2 separate regions of the Mus musculus genome follow, and region 1 is linked to region 2. The links are chromatin contacts, called in public HiChIP or PLAC-seq maps. All regions are on one chromosome and are shown on one strand. The core of a region is the stretch at or near the end of the contact, and the rest is flanking DNA. Distances in the headings are between cores, read along the strand shown. Region 1 has its middle 5.8 kb from the start of Kdm3a. Region 2 has its middle 17 kb from the start of Cd8a.

Region 1 (6,528 bases), core at 2,035-4,534, 280 kb after region 2:
AAGAAAAATGGAAATAATTTAAATGTACTTCAATTGGAAAATAAATAAATGAATAAAAAGAACAAGGCACGATGGCTCCTTTACCCACTGATCTCTGCACTTGGAAAGTGGAGGCAGGAGAATCAAGAATTCAGGACTAGCCTCAGGTATATAGGAGTTTAAAGCAGGTGAGGGTTATCTGCGACTCTGAAAAATTAACATCAAAAAAAGGAAAAGAAAAGATAGATAAAAGGAATAAATGGAATGTGACATATATTGAAGTTTCAGAGTACTTGAAAAAGAAAAAATTCTAGATGTACCAAAAGATTGCCAAAGCACTTTGGAAAAGAGTACTGCATTTGACATTATCATTACTTAACACACATATAAAAAAAAATTTTTTTTTTTGGTTTTTTTGAGACAGGATTTCTCTGTATAGCCCTGGCTGTCCTGGAACTCACTTTGTAGACCAGGCTGACCTCGAACTCAGAAATCTTCCTGCCTCTGCCTCCCGAGTGCTGGGATTAAAGGCATGCACCACCATGCTCAGCAATATAAAAATATTTTATATGGCCCACTAAATATATTAAAACTTGTAACACCAGCTACTGGTATATGAAGGCCCACATCAGAAGTCAGGGAACTAGTCAGTGGCAATCAGTATTATTTACAGTGTGATTTTTGTTTTTACATGTTAACTTTTCACTTTAAATTAGCAACTGTGATCAACACCACTGTCTCTATCCAGAGTACTTGCATCACCCCCAAAAGGAACCTTTGTACACATTAAACAGTCATTATTTTTAGCTGTCAAATCCTAGCAACCATTAGCTTGGCTTTTGTGCCTATAGAATGTCATATTTGGAAATTTCATATGAATAAAATCATGTAATATATGTATCTGTATACTCTCACTTAGCCAAATATTTTAAAGGTCTGTTCATGTTGTAGATTTATAATATTTATGGTCTTAATTATAATCCACTGTGTGGATAGGCCACATTTTGTTCATTCATTCATTAGATGATAGGCACTTCAGTTGTTTCTGCCTTCTTGATGCCACAAATAGTGTTGCTATGAATATTCACAAATACTTTTTTTATTGGTTATAGGTATTGGGTTTTTAATTTTTTTAAGTATAAAACCAGTGAAATTACTAGCTATAAGACAAAGTACATTTAATAAGCTATCTGTTAAAGTACATATGTAATTAGGTCTGTCAAGATTAGTAAAGGTGCTAATCACCAAGACTGAGGACCTGAATTCTAACCCCAGAACCCACACAAGAAAGGAGAGAACTGGCTCCTGGAAGCTGTCCTCTGACCTCCCACGTTCATGCACAGAAGTGGAATAGGGACATTACAAGTGGTGACACCATACCTGGCATTTTTAATTTTTTAAATTTCATTTTATAGTTGTTTGTTTGTTCGTGTGGAGTTCAGAGGATAACGTGTGGGTGTTAGTTCTTGCCTTCCACCATGTGGCTTCGGGGATCTAATTTGTCTATTCCGGCCTGGCAGCAAGTGTCTTTACTTGCTGGGCCACCTTGCCAAATTGCTCTTGGCATATTTATGTTGGTTCTTGGCATCAAGCTCAGGTCTTATTCCTTTCAAGGTAAACATTTTACCTACTGAGCTATCCTCTTGCCCCCCTCCTTCACTATCAGTCCAGATTCTGGCAAGGCAGTATGCTGAAGTAAGACACTTGAGGAGTAGAAAAAAGGGCACATTTACAGAGTGAGGGCTGGTATGAAGAGCCACAGAACAATGGATGAGATATATCCAAGGCTTGCCGTCCCAGGACTCATTACAAACCACAGCCTAGGACAAGAAGACGAGAGTTGCTACTGGAGCCTTGAAGAAGCAACTATGATCTCAGGAGTGTAAAATGCATCTGACAATGTGACCTCTAGAGGAGACATACTGTTAGTTAATCCTGGGCTCAGCAGGGAGAATCAACCTGAGAAAAAGTTCCCCAGTCTCTATCTCTGCCACCCTCCTATCTCCTTCCCAGTAAGAGGTCAATCTCTAGGCAGAGAAAGAAGAGGGGCAAAGAACTTCAGGGTACAGCATAGCCTTTGAATGAACCATAGAACAACTGAGCACACTTACTAAGTCAACTTCAATGAATCAAAGATCATTAGGATAAGAACACCTGAGTCTATAAAAACTGTTCATTGTGACTTAAAGGAATCCTGGACTCATATGCTTTTGCAATTCCTGTTGTAATTGACCTTGAATCTAATTCTGAAGAGTGACCTAGGGCTTACCCATCACAAACACATTGTAGGTTTGTTTCCAGCAGTGTGTTTCTTACCATATTCCAAAAAGTATTGTGTTTACCATCTCTCTAGACAATTATCTCCTTGATGTGACTTATTAACTAGAAATAAACAAGGAACTAACTTCTTCTTCCTAAAGGTAAAATCACAGTTAAAAACAAAGCAAAATAAACCCTCTTTTTAAGCATTAATCTGGAACTTCTAGTGAGAGGTTCTAAGATGTATTCAAAGACTGTAGTGATGGCTCAGTGGTTAAGATCACAAGCTGCTCTTCCAGAAAACCCAGGTTCAATTCCCAGCACTGATTTAGCAACTCATGTTGGTCTCTAGTTATAGTTCTAGAGGCTCCAATATTCTTGTCTGATGTCCCTGGCACCAGGTTTGCACATGATACACACACATATACAAACAAAACATTTATATGCATTAACAATAAGGCAATAGTTTAAAATAAAATATATTTGAAAGGGCTGGAGAGATGACTGGTGGTAAAGAACACTTGCTTCTCCTGCAAAGAACCAGAGTTCAGTTTAGAGTGTGTGGCTCATAGCCACCTGTAGACCCAAACCCCTGCACATGCATTAAAAAACCCAGCACACGGTTCTTTAAGCCTACTGCTGGGGAATCAGAGACAGGAGGACCTCTGGTCTGAGGCTGAGTAACTTCTTAAGCAAAGACATTTATTTGACTCACAATTCTAGTAACTAGAAAGAGAAAACAATGATATCAATGTGTTGGTGGGGCCAAGGTGTGGGGTGGGTTTTGTTGTGGTTGTGGTTGTTATTTTGCTTTTGAGACAAGTCTCACTATGTAGAATTGACTGGCTTGGAACTCACTATGTTGATGAGGCAGGCTTTGAACTTAGAGGTCTGCTGGGTTTTGCCTCCCACATCTTAGGATTAAAAGCAAGTACACTACCACACCCAGTCCAATTTGTGATGCCCAAATAGTCATAGACGTATGGTGATCTACTGGAGTGTGGTTGACCTACCTATACTGTTAAAGGGAACTGACTCTCTCTTCCACAGAAGTTGTCAACTGTCACTAGCTCTCTGGCTAGGGGTACGGATGTGGTATAACATAGTCAGGCTAAAACACTGACTGGATTGGTTTTGTGCTACACAATGTATCCTGATCATAGCCACACACCCCTTTGATTGTCTCTCATTACTTTTCAAAAACTTCCACAACCTTCCACCTCTGCTGCCATCCACCTGGTTAAGCCACCATCTCTATGCTGTCGTTACCACCTCCTCCAACTTATAACTCATGATACAGCTGGACAAAGACTTTTCCAAATACACATCTGCTTAGTTCCTTATACCAAAGTTTCACTTTACCATCAACATAAACTATCCTGCATGGTTTAAAAAAACCTCGACCTTTTCTACCTTAGAATTCCCCTTAGAGACATGAAGAGTATAACAAAGAATCAAGGAGAAAGCTAGTAATGAGAAAATATAAGACATGATATAGTGGTTTGAATGAGATGTCCCCAAATTGCTGGAATTTGAATACTCAGTCTCCAGTTGGTGGCTGTTTAGGGAGAGTTAGAAAATGTGGTCTTGCTAGAAAAAGTATGTCACGGGTGGTGGGCCTCGAGGTTTCAAAAGGCTTGCGTCATTTAGAGTTAGCTCCCCTGTCTCTTGTTTGTGTATTAAAATGAGAGTTCTCTGCTGCTCCAGCCAGGTGCTACCTCTTACCTCCACTCTGCCATCACAAACTCTAGCCTTCTGGAAATATAAGCTCTGAACTTTTTTCTTTAAGTTGTCTTTGTCATGGTGTTTTATCAAAACAATAGAAAAGCAACAAATACAGATTAATTCATTTAAAGGCAGGTAAGTTATAGAAATTAATGAATCCAGGAATGGTGGCGCACACCTTTAATCCCATAATCCCAGCACTTGGGAGGCAGAAGCAGGCAGATTTCTGAGTTCCAGGCCAGCCTGGTCTACAGAGTGAGTTCCAGGACAGCCAGGACTACACAGAGAAACCCTGTCTTGAAAAAACAAGAAAAAAAAGAAAAGAAAAAAAGAAAGAACGAGAGAAAGAAGAAAACAAAGGAACAAAGAAATGAACTTTAATGCAAAGCATTAAAGGTTTCTTAAGCTGGAAAGAAAGAGAAGAGGGAAGAGGAGGAGGAGGAAAAAAGAGAAGAGGGAGAAGGGGAGGGAAGAAAAAGAGGGCTGGGGATGTAGCTCAATGGTAAAGCATTTGCCTAACACACATGAGGATATAGATTCAATCCTCAGTACAATGGGGGAGAGGAGCAGGGATATGCAGAGACAAACGAGAGCAAGTGAGCACTTGAGGTATGTAGAACGATAGCCAAGAGTTTCATATATACATGAATGTAGTCTCACAGAGGAGGAGAAGTACAATGAAGCAGAAAACATCTGAGACAGTGGCTGAGATGCTTCCTGAAATTAGACACTAACTCACAGACGCAAGGGGCTCAGTTGGCTGTATCCAAAGACTACATGTAGGAATACCAGAGCCTAATACTGAAAATCACCGGGAAAGACAATAGCTTGAAAGATCTGTCTGACTTGCAAAGGACACATTGCACACAGGGAATGATGACTGAAGTCAGGTTTGGCGGAGATAATAGAGGCCAAAAGATAAGGCAACAGGCGAAGGAAATAGTTGTCAACGTAGACTGTTACATTCAGCAAGCATGTCCTTCAAAACATGAAAGTAAGATGAAGATTTTGAAAATGCCCAAAGAATCTGGATGAACTCATCTGAAGATCCACTGAGAAAAGGCTTACCTGATCTCAGTCTCTGGCACCCACAAGGTAGAAGGAGAGAAGTGATTTCTACAAGCTATTTTTTAACCTACACATGCTCATGCATTCTGGTGCATACACATGCACAATAAACTAAGTAACTAAACAAATACATTCAAAAATTTAAAGAAAGCTAATTAGTATTAAAGTGTACTATTAGTATAAAAGTGTTGTTCTTGCCCCGAAAACTACACAAGTGACCAATTTAGATGCATTTATAATAAGCTGAGTTAAACTCTTTCTGTAATAAAATCAGATGAAATCCGATGTGGCACTTGACCTGTTCACTAGCTTCTTCCAAAGTATAGCCTTCAAGTGGCAGGTGAAGAAGCTTCTCAAAACCTTGTGTAGCCTGAAGGAATTAAAAAAAGAGGCAACTCCTTGATGAGCTTTTCCTGGTAGACAACTGTCTTTTCTGGTTCATCATGCTGAACTCCAAGTTAGCAGTGGTTTTCCGTTTCCAAATTTTCAAAGTGTAATAGAAGGGATTTGTGTGTGTGTGTGTGTGTATGTGTGTGTGTGTGTACACGTGCACTCCTGTGCATGCATGTGTGTATGTGTGTATGTATTATGTGTGTAAGTGTGCATGTGTGTGTGCACATGTGCCTGTGCATGCATGTGTATATATCTGTGTATATGCACATGTGTGTCTCTGTTGTATGTATATGTTATGTGCATATGTGTGTGCATGTGTGAAATTGTCCATGAAGTATATGGACCTCAGTGGTTACCTGAGTTCTGGAATCTGTCCTCATGCTTGTATGCACTTGTCAAGCTGTTTTTCCAGGCCCTGTGTTCTATTTCTTGATGTAGGTGTGAGATATTTGAATATATACATCTGGAGAACTGAAAAAAAAAAACCTGTTCTCTTGAGGTCTGTACATACCTCTGTAAATGAATCATTTCTTTTTTTTTTCAGTTCTTATTTAGTTTTTATTCATAATCATAAACTTAACTTTGCAATCCAGCTAGACTTGAAGGGGAATGAGGAAAATATGGAACCCAAAGAACTTCAGTGAGAGCAGAGATTACAGGACATTGTGAGCAGATGGGGTAGGGACGCTCTCCTGAGCTACAGAAGGAATGGTTTGATGGGTAAAATGCCCGCAAGTCAAAAGAAATTAGAGTTGTCCACAGTCGGAAATGGTGATCTTCTTGCTGGTCTTGCCATTCCTGGACCCAAAATGCTCCATGGCTTCCACAATGTTCATGCCTTCTTTCACCTTCCCAAAGACCACATGCTTGCCATCCAGCCATTCAGTCTTGGCAGTGCAGATAAAAAACTGGGAACCGTTTGTGTTTGGTCCAGCATTTGCCATGGACAAGATGCCAGGACCTGTATGCTTCAGGATGAAGTTCTCATCCTCAAATTTCTCTCCGTAGATGGACCTGCTGCCAGTGCCATTATGGCATGTAAAGTCACCACCCTGGCACATGAATCCTGGAATAATTCTGTGAAAGGATAGCCAAATCCTTTCT
Region 2 (6,523 bases), core at 3,420-5,919:
TTCCCTCCACAAGCTCCGGTCAGAGATGACTACATTCAGGTAAGAACGTTGGTTCAGGACCAAATGATGCCTGTATCTTCCTGGAGGGTGGGGTGTGCAGTTACTCCTTGTTGCATGCCTTTTAGATGGCTGACAGACACGTGCTATGCCATGAAGCCCGCCACAGCTGGGCAATGGGAGTAAAACGTGGGTGAAGGATAAACAAGATCTGAGTAGAAAGTCAAGACAGCGGTTCTTTCTACAAGGCCCCTACAACTCCCGTTTGGCATATGCACCATTTAGACTCAAGGGAGAAGAGAGATAATTCACATTTTCTTTCCTGATGCTGAGGGTACTTTTACTTTTCTTTTAGTTCCCTTTTATATACCTGTGGTATCTGGGGCAACTCATCAGCCATTAAGAAAATGACCAGGCACCAGACCATGCTTTTAGGTCCACCATAGAACCCAGGGTATATACCTGCCACGTTCTTTCCCACCTAGCGTATGCCAGGTACCTCCAGCCAGGGAAGCCATTGACTCTAGTACAATCACAGGGACAGCAAGCCTGCCACAAGCCTTTGTCTCTGTGCCTGAGTTTGTTGTGACAGTCATCAATTCAAATGGGGAAGATTAAAATGACCAAAAAGTTCATTGTGCCCTAGACTCCCAAAGGAGTTCAAAAATGTCTTAAGAAGTGGTTGGGAGGGACCTTTGAGGAGAGAGTAGCTCCCTCCCCAGAGTTGAGGGGAGTCAGGCAGAGCCTCTGGCCCCCAACCCCAAGCTCCCAGCTGCACACCTGCACTCTTTATTGTGGGAATGCTATATAAGGCAACTCTCTACCATACAACACCCCAAACCTTTGTGCTGGTTGGGGCAGAGGGAGCTAGCACGGAAAGGCAGACAAGCCCATCACCTATTCAGTTCCCAGGCCCCTGCAAGTGTCCGGGCCACCCCAGGCTCACTCTTGCCTCTCTGCCTTTTCTAATTAGCTCTGTCCCACTGCCCTGTCACCTTCAAAGCTCACAGTAGGTCCCACACATCATGAGTGCACAACAAACATGACATTAAACAAGGACTATGTGTAAAATAAAGGCAGATAGAGGTTTGATCCTTATTATCTGAGAGCTCAGGTTTGGTTTGGATTTTTTTGAGACAGGATCTTAGTATCCTAGGTTGGCCTAAATTAGGATGGCAGGCCTACAGGCTTAGACCAACCTCAGCCCGTTTATAGAGAGCTCTCTTTTTCTTTTCTTTTCTCCTTTTCTTTTCTTCTTTTTCTCTTCTTTTTTTTTTCCCTCTGTGTTGTACCTACAGCTTCATACGGCAAGTGCTCTACTTAGCTGTATCCTTAACTACAGAAAACTTTAAAAATTGATCTTTACAAATATAATATGATTCTACTTATAGGAGGAACCCAGAGGTCAAATTGATGGAAACAAACAAACGAACGAACAAACAAAAAATAGAGCAGATATCAAAACCACTAGCCAGTGTTTGATGAGTTTGAATTTGTAGTTTAAGGAGTTGGAAATTATGAGAGACCGTGTCTCAAAAAAACAAAAAGGAAAAGGAAAAGAAAAAGAAAGGAAGGAAGAAGAACGAAAGAAAGAGAGGGGAAGGGAGGGAAGGAGGAAGGGGAAAAGGTGGTCCATATTCCCGAGGAACCACACCCCAGGTGATTCTTTGGCTTCTGAGCACGCACACATACAAACCCACACACAAAAATGTGCAGAATACACACACACATACAACCAAAAATTCTCCAACTTCTGTAAATGAAGAATGGTCAAATTCATGGGAACAGAAAACAGAATAGTGGTTTCCGGGCTTTGAGGAGGGGACCAAGTGTTTAAAGTCCGGAGTTTCTGCTTAAGGCAATGAAGAGAATCTCATCTGTGATGGACGGGGATGACGCTGCACACGGAGGGAGGCGAGTTTAATGCTATCGTGCTACTTGCTTAACACAGTGGAGGGGACACTTAGTCCATGTGTGTGTTCAAATACAAACACAAGTACCAAATAACTCTCCAATTAAGTGACTACCTATGAAGAAAGGGAAAAACAAAGCCAGGCAGTGGATTGCCGCTCCAGTGACCAGATGTGGAGGTTCCGTGAGTGGAGGCCACACGGCTCTGTGGGTGGAGCCCACGTGGCTCTGGCACCAGGAGAGCTCTGGAAAGGCAAGCCGCTTCCTACGCTTTTTTTTCCCCTTTTATATACATTGTTTCTTCTTGTGAATTATCTTTAAATTTTGAAGTTTCTTTAAAAATAATCAGAACAAACATCAGGCATGGTGGTGAGAGCCTTAAACTCAGCACTGGGCCAGTGGAGGCAGGAGAGTCAGAAATTCAATATTATGGGCCATTTTAAGGCCAGCCAGGGTTACCTGAGATCCTGTCTCAAAAGAAAGAAAATGTATATTATTAATCATAATAATATACATTTTATGTCATTGTAGAAGCTTAGAAATAGGAACAAAAGAGCAAGGGACATCTTGATATTTTTATTTCTTATATTTAAAAAATTCCACATCATCATGGCCATATTGAGTGTATGTATCCATAAAATATACCGTAGCCATTTCCCAGCTCCGTACATGTTTTTCATAATTCTAATATTTCACAGTAATGTTTAAAGGTGTGCTGGCTGTTCCTTTTGGAGAACAGTTCAGTCTCACCCATGTTCACGTCTCTGTGCCTCCCTCCCCTGCCTCCCTTCTGAGCTGACCTTAAGATTACACCCATGACAGCAGATTTCCACCTTGGAATGACTGAGCATATGGGTGCAAACATTTTAATAGATCGGCCTCTTTTTATAATTTTTTTTTTTACTTTTCATTGGTATAATCATAATTTATGGGATACAGGGTGTTTCCCCCCTTCTCCAAAAGTTGCGTGTATCCTAGACTGGTCTCTAACTCATCATGTAGCCAAGGATGACGTTAAACCCTTGAAGCTCCTGCTTCCACCTGCCCCGTGCTGGGAATGCAGGTTTGGCACCACCACGCCTGGCCTGGTTTTCCCTTGGCTTATTTGCTGGTCGGTTGTGTTCTTACTGCTTTGGATATTCATCCCTCCCTGGATTCTCTGTAGTTATTTTCTCCCTCTTGGCAGACTGCCTCATCACTGTGTCTGTCGAAGCTAATTTGTTTGAAATAGTTCATTTGTCAATTTTGGGTTTTGTTCCCTGTGTTCTGGGGATGATATTCAAAAGATATTTCCCCACTTTTGTATTATAGATTTTTGTTGGTGTGTGGGGAGGTGGTATGCATGTGTGTATGTGCAAGTGTGCCATGGAGTCCAGAAGATAAGCTTATAGCGTTGGTTCTTTCCGTTCACCTTTATGTGGGTTTTGGGGATCAAACCCAGGCTACCAGGCTTGCACAGCAAGTACCTGCTAAGGCATCTCACTGGTCCTAAGTTACAGCTTTTTAATATCTGATGTGAGATTGCTTTCTGGGACACTGCCGCTCCCTCCCACAGTAAGTACCATCCTGTCCCATGTTGTGTTACAAGTGGGAGCTCCTTTTCTGCACTGGTGCTGCTCTATACAAGATTGCTGCATCTTTCTCCCATTTTATAAATGATCAAATGCGCATTGTGCAAAGTGACAGATTTCCACGTGGCATTTTTATGTTTGTATCGTGTTCTTGTATCATCGTCACATCCTCCATTATCCTTTCTGTCTCCTATACACCCCCTTCCATTTTCATGTTATATATTTCCTTCTTTGTAAAAATATAGATTCCATATATGGGCACAAACATCTGGCACCATCTTCCCAAGTCTGGCTCATTCCTTTGAACATGATGGTCCAAGGCCCCTTGTAATAAAATCCATAGTCATAAGTAAGATGGAGTCTTCTGTTTGTTTTGTTTTGTTTTTTGTTTTTGGAGATAGAATTTCTCTGTATAGCCCTGGCTGTCCTGGAACTCACTCTGTAGACCAGGCTGGCCTCAAACTCAGAAATCTGCCTGCCTCTGCCTCCCAAGTTCTGGGATTAAAGGCATGCGTCACCACTGCCCGGATGTAAGATGGAGTCTGAATACAGCTTTGATAGATTGGCAAAATCTTCTTAAAAGGCATGCATTTCCTAAGTGAACACCTTTACTTTGAACACACAGTCCAGTGTTTACAGAGCAAAAGCAGAGGGTTTGGGCTTTGATGCTGTAAACATGGCAGAAACTCAAAACCCAAGACCCAAAATGCTCAGGGACAAATCAAGGCGTGACAGTTCTAGGTACAATCCAAGGAATGGATTGTGCAGAGTTGCTGAATCCAACATTGGAGAGGCAAGGACTCTGATCTGAGCCATGGACAGAGCCTGACATCGTGCCCAAGTCAGCATCAACCTTCCCATGAGGAACAGAGCTGGAAAAGCCCATCAGAAGGGCAGCCGACAGGGAGAAGAGACTTTTGAACAAGCCCAGCCACCCAAGGATTCACCATTCAGAGAGACCTGTCTATGTGGGGGCTACCTCTGTCTCCCACAGCTGTGCTGGGGTCTTGTTAAAAGTGAAACTGACTTTCAGAGGGTTCTGGGGGCGTTTGCTACAGGAAAGTCGATGTTCCACTTCAGGGTCCAACTAGCCTCAAACAAAGCCTCTTGCTTGCTTTCAGCTTCTGGGGCCCCTTGGTTGCCTCTGCTACTTCTAGATGTTTCTGAGGTTACAGCAGGCCACAGCATGTTCCAGTCTAGGCAGAGGAAATATAAAAACCAATGCGAATGTGACTCAAGACCCCCTCGTGCTTCTACAGCACCACACAGCTGGAAATGGCAAAGTCTGCCGGCTTCCGGGTTCCACCATTGCCGGGAAGCCACTTCCTTTTCTCCCAACCAAATGAGATCGGCATCTGAGATCCATTCAGTAGATGAGGAATAAGATCAGAAAGGCTCAGGTCATACTGATCACACCGCATTAATAAAGTCCTGAGCTAGGACTCAGCCCCAGCGGCCTGACCTGACTTAACCTATGAGTGGGATGTGACAGAGCTCAGTGGTCCATTCACAAGCTTCATGGACGTAGAAAAGGAACCTGGGAGCAGGCCAGTGTAGCCTTATACAAACCTGGGGTTATTGGATTTGAGGGGGATAAGACAACAATATAGTTCATTATAGTTGAGTCTGTAGTTCAAAGCAGATAAAGCCAGAGAGTCAGAAGCTGAGTATGGTACACAAGACACTTGGGGGGGGGGGGAGATTGAGAGAAAGCGCTAAGGAGATAACTCAGTAGTTAAAACACTTGCCACTCAGAAGTGAGGACCAGAATTTGGATCTTCAGAAACATAAATATTGAGTGGACCTTCTGGCCTGACTGTAAAAGCAGGCAGAGTCCTCAGCAAGATCCACCTTGGTGAGTAAGGTTGAAGAGTCAGAGAGGACGATTCCTGACTTCGAGTGTCATGCATACCCCACTCTGGAAAAACAAAGTGAAAAAAGCCATTTAAAAAGGCACAAAAGTATAAAGCACTGGAGCATAACTAAATGTTATTATATTGGTTTATTTTTAGTATATATATTTTTTTGGTGTGGCTGGGGCTATAGCTCTGTAGGTCAAACATACATGGAGCCCTTGATTCCATCTCCCAGGGCTGGTTTACAGGATGCTGAGTATGGATCCCGCAAGGCAAGCTCTCCGAGAGACTGAGCTACAGTCCCACACTCATTCTTAAGTCCTTGTGTTACATTTTTATTGGAGGCAAACCTTGGGCGAGCTGTCCAAGCTGGTCCTGAACTCACTGTATAATCCAGGTAGGCCTGCACTCAGCCTGCACTCAGCATCCTTCCGCCGCAGCCTCACTTATAGCTGGGACAGCACCACCAGCCCCAGATGAAACGTTCTCGAACCCAAATAGCAAAGACCATCTTTGTGCATTCCGCACTGACATCCACCTTGATTAAGCATGGTGTTAAAACTGAGTATACCACTGCAGTCACCAAGTCTCTGTGTGTGTCCTTGTTCTCTCTGTTGAGCACATCACAGTTGGAGTCTGAGTTTGTGGGGTTTTTTTCTTCTAAGAAAAAGTTAAAAGAAACAGGGTTTTCTGATTTCTTGGTACTGAAATGAATGGGTTTGGACTCTAGCCCCACTGAGTGTTCTCATCCCATAAGGAACATATTTCAATACCCTTGCCTGGAAACTACAAACATTTATTAAGGAAAAATTGCTGAACAGTGGTGGCGCATGCCTTTAATCCAAGCACTCAGGAGGCAGAGGCAGGCAGATCTCTGTGAGTTCAAGGCCAGCCTGGTCTACAAAGTAAGTTCCAGGACAGCCAGGGTTACACAGAGAAAACCTGTCTCTAAAAACCAAAAACAAACAAAATAAAATAAAAATCCCAGGGCCAGTGAGATGCTTAGCAGGTAAAGACATTTGCTGCCAAGCCTGGTAGAAAAAGACAACTGACTCTCACAAGGCATCCTCTGACCTCCATTCGAGTGCTCACACATACAAATAAATAAATAGGGCTTTAAAAATAGAAGATATAGCTTTGTCCTAAGTACAAATTTTCATACCCAGTCACTCATGCAAATTGATGCCT

Evidence for each region. HiChIP or PLAC-seq counts read pairs in DNA pulled down with a chosen protein or histone mark.
Region 1: a BATF HiChIP or PLAC-seq map of CD8 T cells shows a contact between it and region 2, with 5 read pairs. The contact joins two enhancer-like sites. A contact is called at or near these places in 4 of 115 datasets of contacts at active chromatin or transcription factors (CD8 T cells, double positive thymocytes, effector CD8 T cells and 1 more).

What each region holds. Positions count from the first base shown.
Region 1 is chr6:71,635,442-71,641,969 of GRCm38.p6, forward strand. It overlaps the pseudogene Gm6063. Among named protein-coding and RNA genes, the nearest start is that of Kdm3a, 5.8 kb to the left of the region's middle. Within about 2 kb of position 3,285, at least 10 of the 459 cell types and tissues checked have an H3K27ac peak or open chromatin away from gene starts, as enhancers often do. A contact at or near this core is called in CD8 T cells and effector CD8 T cells, where this site is marked.
Region 2 is chr6:71,353,077-71,359,599 of GRCm38.p6, forward strand. No RefSeq gene overlaps it. Among named protein-coding and RNA genes, the nearest start is that of Cd8a, 17 kb to the right of the region's middle. RefSeq lists enhancers at 1-5,601, 1-1,457, 1,452-5,601 and a cis regulatory region at 4,632-5,601. Within about 2 kb of position 4,670, at least 16 of the 459 cell types and tissues checked have an H3K27ac peak or open chromatin away from gene starts, as enhancers often do. A contact at or near this core is called in CD8 T cells and effector CD8 T cells, where this site is marked.